Linked DNA regions of Rattus norvegicus: regions 1 and 3 are each linked to region 2. A link is a contact called in public Hi-C data. All regions are on one chromosome and are shown on one strand. The core of a region is the stretch at or near the end of the contact, and the rest is flanking DNA. Distances in the headings are between cores, read along the strand shown. Region 1 has its middle 11 kb from the start of Nrsn2. Region 2 holds the start of Srxn1 (sulfiredoxin 1). Region 3 holds the start of Tbc1d20 (TBC1 domain family, member 20).

What was found. Hi-C and Micro-C count contacts between places; a contact is called where the count stands out from the background.
Region 1: a Hi-C map of kidney shows a contact between it and region 2, with 7 times the contacts expected there. The contact joins the enhancer-like site here to the promoter of Srxn1 in region 2. A contact is called at or near these places in 11 of 12 Hi-C or Micro-C datasets (the A7r5 cell line, the Rat2 cell line, Schwann cells and 7 more).
Region 3: a contact with region 2 is called in a Hi-C map of the A7r5 cell line, with 2.7 times the contacts expected there. The contact joins the promoter of Tbc1d20 here to the promoter of Srxn1 in region 2. A contact is called at or near these places in 3 of 12 Hi-C or Micro-C datasets (the A7r5 cell line, the Rat2 cell line and Schwann cells).

What each region holds. Positions count from the first base shown.
Region 1 is chr3:161,294,698-161,297,515 of GRCr8, forward strand. No RefSeq gene overlaps it. Among named protein-coding and RNA genes, the nearest start is that of Nrsn2, 11 kb to the right of the region's middle. Within about 2 kb of position 1,269, at least 7 of the 93 cell types and tissues checked have an H3K27ac peak or open chromatin away from gene starts, as enhancers often do. A contact at or near this core is called in hepatocytes and kidney, where this site is marked.
Region 2 is chr3:161,063,501-161,066,366 of GRCr8, forward strand. Srxn1 (sulfiredoxin 1) reads left to right here and starts at 1,312. Exons shown (of 2, transcript NM_001047858.3): 1 at 1,312-1,763. The coding sequence starts at 1,500.
Region 3 is chr3:161,227,357-161,230,097 of GRCr8, forward strand. Tbc1d20 (TBC1 domain family, member 20) reads left to right here and starts at 1,492. Exons shown (of 8, transcript NM_001004281.1): 1 at 1,492-1,615. The coding sequence starts at 1,549.

The DNA.
Region 1 (2,818 bases), core at 19-2,518, 230 kb after region 2:
TCCCTGGAGGGCAGTCTTCTGTCTGTGTCATCCTTAGTTCTAGCCTGTGTGGCTTGGCTTTCGCTTTCCATAACAGCTTACATTTCTTGGTTCAGGTACCAGACTCAACAGGTTTCAAACAATCTCAAGGTCCTGGTCTATCTTTTAGAGGCAAAACTAGGACAAAATCAACAGCAAAAGGGTTAAGCGCCCAGCCAGGCATGGTGGCACATGCCTTTAATCCCAGCACTCTGGAGACCGGTGGAGGAGGAAGGAGATCCAAACCAGCCCGAGCTGCTTAGCAAGTTTACTGTCAGAAAATAAGTTCTGGAGAATGGAGAGATGGGTCAGTGGTGAAGACTGATGGCTGATCTCTTCCAGAGGACCCGAGTGCAATGTCAGGTTTCAAAGAACTCCGGTTCCAGGGATCCAACACTCTCTTCCGGTTTCTGTGGGCACCCACGCACATGTGGTATATGCTTGTTTGCACACACACACACAGACACACACACACACACGTGCGCGTGCATGCACACATACATACACACATAAAATAAAATTTTAATTAAAAAAAATGAAAACGGTTCGGAGAGGTGGAGCCATGGCCTAGGTTCACACAGCATCTAACCCCGGCTTACCCACACAGGCCATAGACGGAAGGTTTGAGAGAAAAGTCTAGAATAGGCTGTTGCTCGTTTCTGTCTCTTTGGCTGTTAGAACCTTCCCAATACCTCCTCCTCCCGCAACATCTTCCTTACCTGTGCCAGGACTTTTTTGCTCCTTGGCTCCCCGCCCCAGGCACGTTCCCAGAAATGAACCTCTCTATCCTGGCTGGGGATGAGTTCGAGGTGTTTCTCTGAAATAATTTAGTCCCCTGGATTACAGAGTTGGTGGGAGGGGGCAGCTTGCAGGTCCCTGTGTTGGTTGAGAGCTCCGGCTACTGACTTAAACAGGCAGAGCAAACTCAGGCGCAACTCAGTGGCACAGCGTTTGCCTAGCATACCTGAGGTCCTATATTCATTTTCCCTAGTACTAGGGGTAAATTTTTTTTTTAAGAGAAGGAAAACACAAACAAAACCCACCTCTCTATTCTGGCTGGCTTCTCTACAGAAAGGGACTCCGGGAAGGACAAAGAGCTTCCCTCCCAGGTAGGAAAGCCTTTTCAGAGCAGCTGCGATTCCGCCAGAGGAACAGCAGGGGGCGACCTGTATCAGCTCTGCCTCACGTCTGTTAGGTGCCCTTCTCCAGGAGCTCTTGGCACAAAGCCTTGTGTTGTCGGTTGTGAGGAATGATCTACAAACAGCAGTTAAGTTCAAGGTCAGAGCTTCCACGTTTCAGAAGCTGAGCATTGTGGCACAGGCCTGTCACGTCAGCACTCGGCAGACTAAGGCGGGAGAATGTGGAGCTATAAATCAACTTAGAAGCCAGCCTGGATGCACAAAATGCTGCCCAAGGAAGGAAGGGGAAGGGGAGACCGGGAGGGAGGGAGGGAGGGGGGAGAGAGGGAGGGAGCAGTTACAGTGCAGTACTGGAATTCTAGCACCTGGGGCGTAGGAAGATCAGAAGTTCAAGGTCATTCTTGGCTGTATGTAGAGATCCAGGACAGCCTGGGGCTACAGGCTTAGAGTGGGTGGCAGAGGTGAAGGGGGGGGGATTTGGGGGGGTGGGGGGATGAGTGTTTGTCACCCGCTTCTGGCCTTCACAAGCACTGCATGAACGTGATGCACAGACAGACATGCATTGAGTTTATCATCATGCCTGGCTTTTGGGGTTCGAGGGGTTTAGGGGATTACACTGGGGTCTGCAATTCACCAACTGATCTTCTCCCCAGTTGTTTTCCCCTTTTAAAGACAAGACCTTTTTATGTAGCCATGTATCCCTGGATGAACAGGAACTCACCTTGTAGACTAGGCTGGCTTCAAAGATCCTGCCTCTGATTGTCTTAGAATACTGAAATTAAAGGTGTGTCCCTATTTGTTTGTTTGTTTGTTTGGTTTGGTTTTTTGAGACAGTGTTTCTCTGTGTAGCCCTGCTGTCCTGGAATTTTCTCTGTAGACCAAGTTGGCCTTAAACTCAGAGATCCTTCTGCCTCTGCCTCCCACATGCTGGTATTAAAGGCATGAACCACCACTGATGCTACCGACTGCTTTGTTCATTACACACTTACTGAGCTTCTGTGAGTCGGGCGCTGTGGAAGGCATCTGTACGTACAGGTCCTTGAAACTATGGAGCGTACATCAACAAAGTAGACAGGTAGTAAACAATGATATAGAAGCAATGTATTGAAAGGTGATCAAGGTTGGGGATTTAGCTCAGTGGTAGAGCGCTTGCCTAGCAAGCGCAAGGCCCTGGGTTCGGTCCCCAGCTCCAAAAAAAAAAAAAAAAAAAAAAAAAAAAGAAAAAAGAAAGGTGATCAATATCCAGGCACGATGGCACTTGCCTTTTGTCCCAGCACTCAGGAGGCGGAAGTAGGTGGATCTCTGAGTTTGAGACCAGCCTGATCGACAGAGTGAGTTCCAGGACAGCCAGGGCTACATAGTGAGACCTTGTCTCAAAACAATAAATAAATAAGTCAAAGAAAGAAAGAAAAGAAAAAAGAAAGGAAGGAAGAAAGAAAGGAAGGAAGGTAATCAGTGCTATGAAAAAGCAAAACTAAAGCCCAAGGTGTACAGAGAACAGAAAAACGGGGTACACATTCATTCATAGACTGTACCCCGATAGGGTGACTTTTGCAGTCTTCTCTACTCACCACCACAGCCTGGTCTTTTTTGAGCCGTCTTGAAAGAGGCCTGGGAACTGACCACTGCTAACTGAGGAGGGGCAGGCTGCAGCTGGAACA
Region 2 (2,866 bases), core at 62-2,561:
CTCAGATAGGGCAGAAACCAAGACTTTATTCTGCAGAAACAACCAGCATTCAGAGGTCAACCATTCTCCAAAACGGTGACCCCAGACAAAGGCACACAGGCCTTCCTACAGGGAACCCAGAGGAATTCTCTAGAGGGACTAGGTAATCTAAAATTTCATTGGTGGGAGTTGGGGTTGGGGGCCACAGGTGGTCAGTGGTCTGCATTCCTATGGCAGGAGCGTTGAACCATGGGATGAAATGGGGCTGCCCAATGCAGATGACCCATTCTGAGATAGTTTCCCATTTCTGTGGTTATCCCTAGGCTGTTTTTGGGAGGCGGTTTTATGATATTGTTCTGCATTTCATGGTCTGTTCTTAGAGCCTGTGTCTTATGACTTAGTTTCTGGGACTTACAGTCTATTCCTGAAGCTGGTGCCTTACAGCCTTATTTTGAAATCAGGTCTGGTCCTTCAAATGGAGACAACAAATGGGGTTTATGCTGCCCTTTTAGTATCAGCTTCTCGAATGCTACAGAGGCAATGCTGTACAGGATCCAGGTTGACTTGGAAGTGGCCTGTCCTCTCTAGGGACACTCGTTGGAAACCACGTGCCATACTAGGAGGAAGCACAAGCCACAGGAGAGGGGCTGCACAGCTGTTCATATTGGATACTTGCTGTGTAGTAAGGGATTTCAGCGATTTTTTGGTGGTGGGGTTTTTTTTTTTTGTTGTTGTTGTTGTTGGTTTTTTTTTGTTTTGTTTTGTTTTAATTGTTTTGTTTTCTTTCCCTGAAGTGGACCTACTTTGGGGAGGACCTTCAGTAATCACACCTTCTTCTATTTCCTGGATATGTTTTGAGGGTTTGTGACACATGGAACTTCAGGGCAGAACTGTACAGAAACAGCACAACTCAAGCACAACTCTCTGTGGTGAATTCCTGTCGCTGAGCCTAGATGAGCCTGCGCTGGGATCCAGAGCGATCTATGGAGCAGTGTTGCCGGATTTGGGCCTTGGCTCACCCATTCATTAGCTCCATACCTTGTCTGTGTGTGTGTGTGTGTGGGGGGGTGTTTCATAACGTTTCTGTGCTTCAGTTTCCTTCACTGTAAATGGAATTAGTATAGCGCTCAGGTAGCAGAGTCGCTCTGAAATGTGAGTAGGTCACCACACTTGCTCTACTGCGTGGAGGCCACTGTTCCCAGCTCCCACTGAGAGCCGACTCATCCTCGCTGGGCAGGTCTGCCCGCCCGCGTCCTCGCCTCTGAGGGCCTGAGTCACCACGCTGTGCGTCACCCGCGCCTCTGCTCCGCGACCTGCAAACTCACCCTGAGTCAGCGACCCGACGCGTCCATTAAGCGCATCGCGAGGGGGCGGCGGGGCGCCTCAGCGGGCAGCGGGCAGCTAGAACAGCGTGGGACGTGGGGCTCTGGTCGAGCGGAGCGGGGGCCGATACATCACAGCGTGAGCCGAGCCACTCGGTGGGGGCAAGCGCAGAACCGTCGCCCCCCCGCGGCCGCACGATGGTACAGCCCGGCCGGGTAAAGAGGCCGGGTGGCGCTGTCCGCCAAGGAAGCAATATGGGGCTACGCGCGGGTGGAGCTCTCCGGAGGGCGAGTGCGGGGCCTGGGGCGCCCGACGGTCAGGGACCCAGTGGCGCGCAAGGAGGCAGCATCCACTCTGGCTGCATCGACACTGTGCACAACGTGCCAATCGCCGTGCTCATCCGGCCGCTGCCGTCGGTGCTGGACCCGGTCAAGGTGCAGAGCCTCGTGGACACGATCCTGGTGAGCCCGCGGAGCCTACTGGCCCGCGCGAGGGAGAAAGAGAGGGCGCGCGGGTCGGGGTCATTGATCTGCGGGAGTTAGGCTTCACCTGTGTGACCTTGACGGACTGGCTGGGTCTCCCTGGGCCTTGGATTCCTCACCTCACTTGGACTTGGCCATAAACTAATGATCCGTGACGCACATACTCAAAAGTGCTGCGGTCACCCCGGAGCTGATTTTTGCCTCTCAGAGCAGCTCTGTGAAGTAGCTGCTGTGCCATCTGTACAGAGGAGAAACCGAGGCACAGGAAGTTTGTTTGTTTTTGTTTTGTTTTGTTTTGTTTTTCAAAGCAACCTGCTCTGTGCCAAGTGCTTACACGATAGTACAGTGAGACTTTACACCCAGACATCCTGCATATCCTGATGTCTCTTTTGGCTTTGGAGTTCTTGGCAATGGTCTGGGTGTGTCATGTCTGTTGGGAGGATCTTGTCCTACCAGGAAGTGGGAAAGGACAAAGTCAGTCTATCGTGGAAGGAAGGTCCCCTCAGTAACTAGGCGTTAGAGTTTGTGTCAGGTTAGGCCAAAGATAGGATAGGATGGCTTCCTATCCCTTCTTCCAGATTCTTGAGCAGTGGGCCCTGAGACACCTCAGGATGTTTTAGTCCCGTCTTCCCATGTGAACTTCCCAAGAGCAGGGATTTTGCCATCTTGGCAGTTGCCTTCAAGCTGTGTGGGAAGGGGATATAGCCCGGAATGCTCTCTCAGCACCACTTTGGGCAGACTTTCTCCACCGCAGGAAGGGCTCCCATCACCTCCATTTTGGCCATTATTTTAGCTTTTGTGTGCACGTGATGCTAAGAATTGGGCTCCCCTGCATGCAGGCTTTGGCATGTTCGGCAGGAGCACCGCCATTGTGCTGCATCCGTACCTTTTTATTCCTTCGAGCATCTAATTCTGTAATCATTCTGTCTTGATGTCAGGGTCTTCCCAGACCACCCTATTGGGTTAGGCCATCTGTGACCTCATAGACACCTGGGTGCCCCCAGCATATCTGGGATCCCAATGGATTTTAATGACTAGTTTAGACACCTCTTTTCTATGCTGCCACCGGCTCTGGAGACAAG
Region 3 (2,741 bases), core at 242-2,741, 160 kb after region 2:
AAAAATGAGTGAAGGAAATGATTAGACAAAGGAAGCCAGGAAGAAAGGAACCTGGCCTAGCCCACTGCATTCAGGAAGCACACTTTGTGGAAACAAAACCTGAGCTGCCAGCGCCCGGCTCCTATGAACTAATTGATGGCTTAATAGGTGTAGAAAGTGGGGTTTGGGGATTTAGCTCAGTGGTAGAGCGCTTGCCTAGCAAGCACAAGGCCCTGGGTTCGGTCCCCAGCTCCGAAAAAAAGAAAAAAGAAAAAAAAAAAAGAGAGAAAAAAAAATTAAAGTAATTTCAGAGCAATCTTTTTTTCTCATGAAAATTCCCCAGGAGACTTGTGGAAGTGTGTGTGCGTGCGTGTGTGTGTGTGTGTGTGTGTGTGTGTGTGTGCGTGTGTGTGTGCGTGTGTGTGTCCGCGCGCGCGCGCGTGCGTGCGTGCGTGTGTGTGTGTGTGTGTGTGTGTGTCTGTGTGTGTGTAAATGAGTAGACAATCTCAGGAATGCCCATCCATATCCTCTGGCCTGACTAGACTGGCTGGCTAGGGATATTCTGGAAAGACCCTTTAGAAAAGTCTTGGAGTAAAAATGTGACCCTTGGAACCTGAGCTAGAGAGAAGGTATATGGAACCAGGAGGAGCCGATACTTACAGAAGAAAACGAAAACAGTAGCGGTGGGGCTGGAGGCTTCAGAATCTAATTAAACTAGACTCCTCACTGGGCAATCTGGGAGGTGAGGCAATCTTTGGGGATGACCTATCTGAGATGGCACTAGGGTGTCACTGAGCTTGAATGTGTTAGTGTGCGTCCTTAGAAACACCATAGCTAAAGGGGAGCTCAACGGCTTGATCCGCTCTGTAGTATTTTGGCCAAAGAATCACTACGCACAACTCAGTGAGAGAACATTGCCCCATATCTCCATCGACGGCTACCCTTCCCCGGAGATGTTCCTGCTAAACTCCGGGAGCCTGGTATGATTTGTCCTTGGTAAGCGAAAGTCTGCGCATAACCGTGGAGTTTGGCAGTGTCTAACATCGCGGATTCAATATTTTATTTTCATAACTATTTCACGAATAAAGGCAAAAGCAGGGCTAGAGAGATGGCTCAGTGGTTAAGAGCACTGACTGCTCTTCCAGAGGTCCTGAGTTCAATTCCCAGCAACCACATGGTGGCTCACAACCACCTGTAATGAGATCTGGTGCCCTCTTCTGGCCTGCAGTCACATATGCAGGCAGAATGCTTTCCATAAAATAAATAAATAAATCTTTAAAAAAAAAAAAAAAAAGGCAAAAGCAGCGGCAAAACTATGACCCGGCACGCACGCGCGTTCCCAGCAGCCAGCCTCCACAGCCTTCCACTGTCAAACCGCATGCGCGCGCTCCAGTCCCGCCCAACCCTAAAACGCAGGTCACGTGGGGGCGTGGCCGCCTGCGCGCCTGCGCGCCACAGGCCGACGGCGACTATCCTGCCCCGGCTGAACTGGGGTTAGGTCCGCGGTAGGAGCCGCGCGTCAGGCTCCGCCGCCAGCCGGGGCTCGGGCTGGGGCCCGGGCCCCCGGGGATGGCCCTCCGGCCCTCAGAGGGCGACGGCTCCGCCGGCCGCTGGAACCGCGGCTCAGGGAAGGCAGGTACGGAGGACTGGGCTGGGACGACGAGTGAGTGAGGGCCGCGGAGCGGCCGGGACCTGAGGGGGGCGGCGGCGGCGGATGAGGAAGAGCCGGGCCTCGCCCAGGCCGCCGCCAGCCACGTCCGCAGAACCGACCGCCCGCGCTGGGCCGCTGCCCGAGCTCCGGCCTTCACTCTGCACTCGTGACCCTAAAATTCCCCTCTGCACGCGTACACACAAACTCAAGAAAAGTCATCACTGCCCAGTTCCAGAAACTCCGGTCGGTGAGCTCTCCACCTCACACTTCCTCCCTGTTCAGTTACTTTCTGACCCTTTCCTGGGCCATCTGTGTTAGTGTTCAGACGTGCACAAAGCAATGCTGTTTTCCATACTCTTTCAGTCTAACCCATTTCTGTGAAATCTTTGCTTCATTGTCCACGTGTTCTGGAATACATTTTCACTATGGTGTGCTACTTGGTGAAAATTCCTGAACCAGGTGAGCTAATCCATTTCCTGTCCTCTGACAGGTGATGAGCATATTAGAACTGACCCTGTTGGGGTTGGGGATTTAGCTCAGTGGTAGAGCGCTTGCCTAGGAAGCACAAGGCCCTGGGTTCGGTCCCCAGCTCCAAAAAAAAAAAAAAAAAAAAAAAAAAAAAACTGACCCTGTTATCCGCCCACGTCTTGTTTTCTGTTATTCCTCTTTTCCCATCTGATACTGGCCACAATTGAGGCTCGGTCTCTGAGCTACTTTCCAGAGCTCTTTGGTATTTGTAACACCCTTTGCAGGTGTCTGTGCTACATCTGTCTTTATGGCATAATAGCCAGTGTCCCAAGTGACACGAGTCTTGTGACCTGTTGCAGTGCAGCTGTGTCTTGGTTGCAAAACCTCGGGCCCTTCAGCTTGTGTGGATGGAAAGGAAAATCAGAGGATCTTTCTTAGTTTAGACTGGTCTTACATATATTGGAGAGTTGGTGACCAAATTACCAGTTGTAAGAGCCCTCCTTTTGGTGCGTTGGTTTGCTCTGTTTTCATTTTTCGGTAAAGTATTCTTTCTTTGAAAGGGGCAGGAAATACTAGAAGGTCAACTAAGGACCTTACGGCCAGGGATCTTTTACAATTATTTTCAGACAGGATCTTGACAATT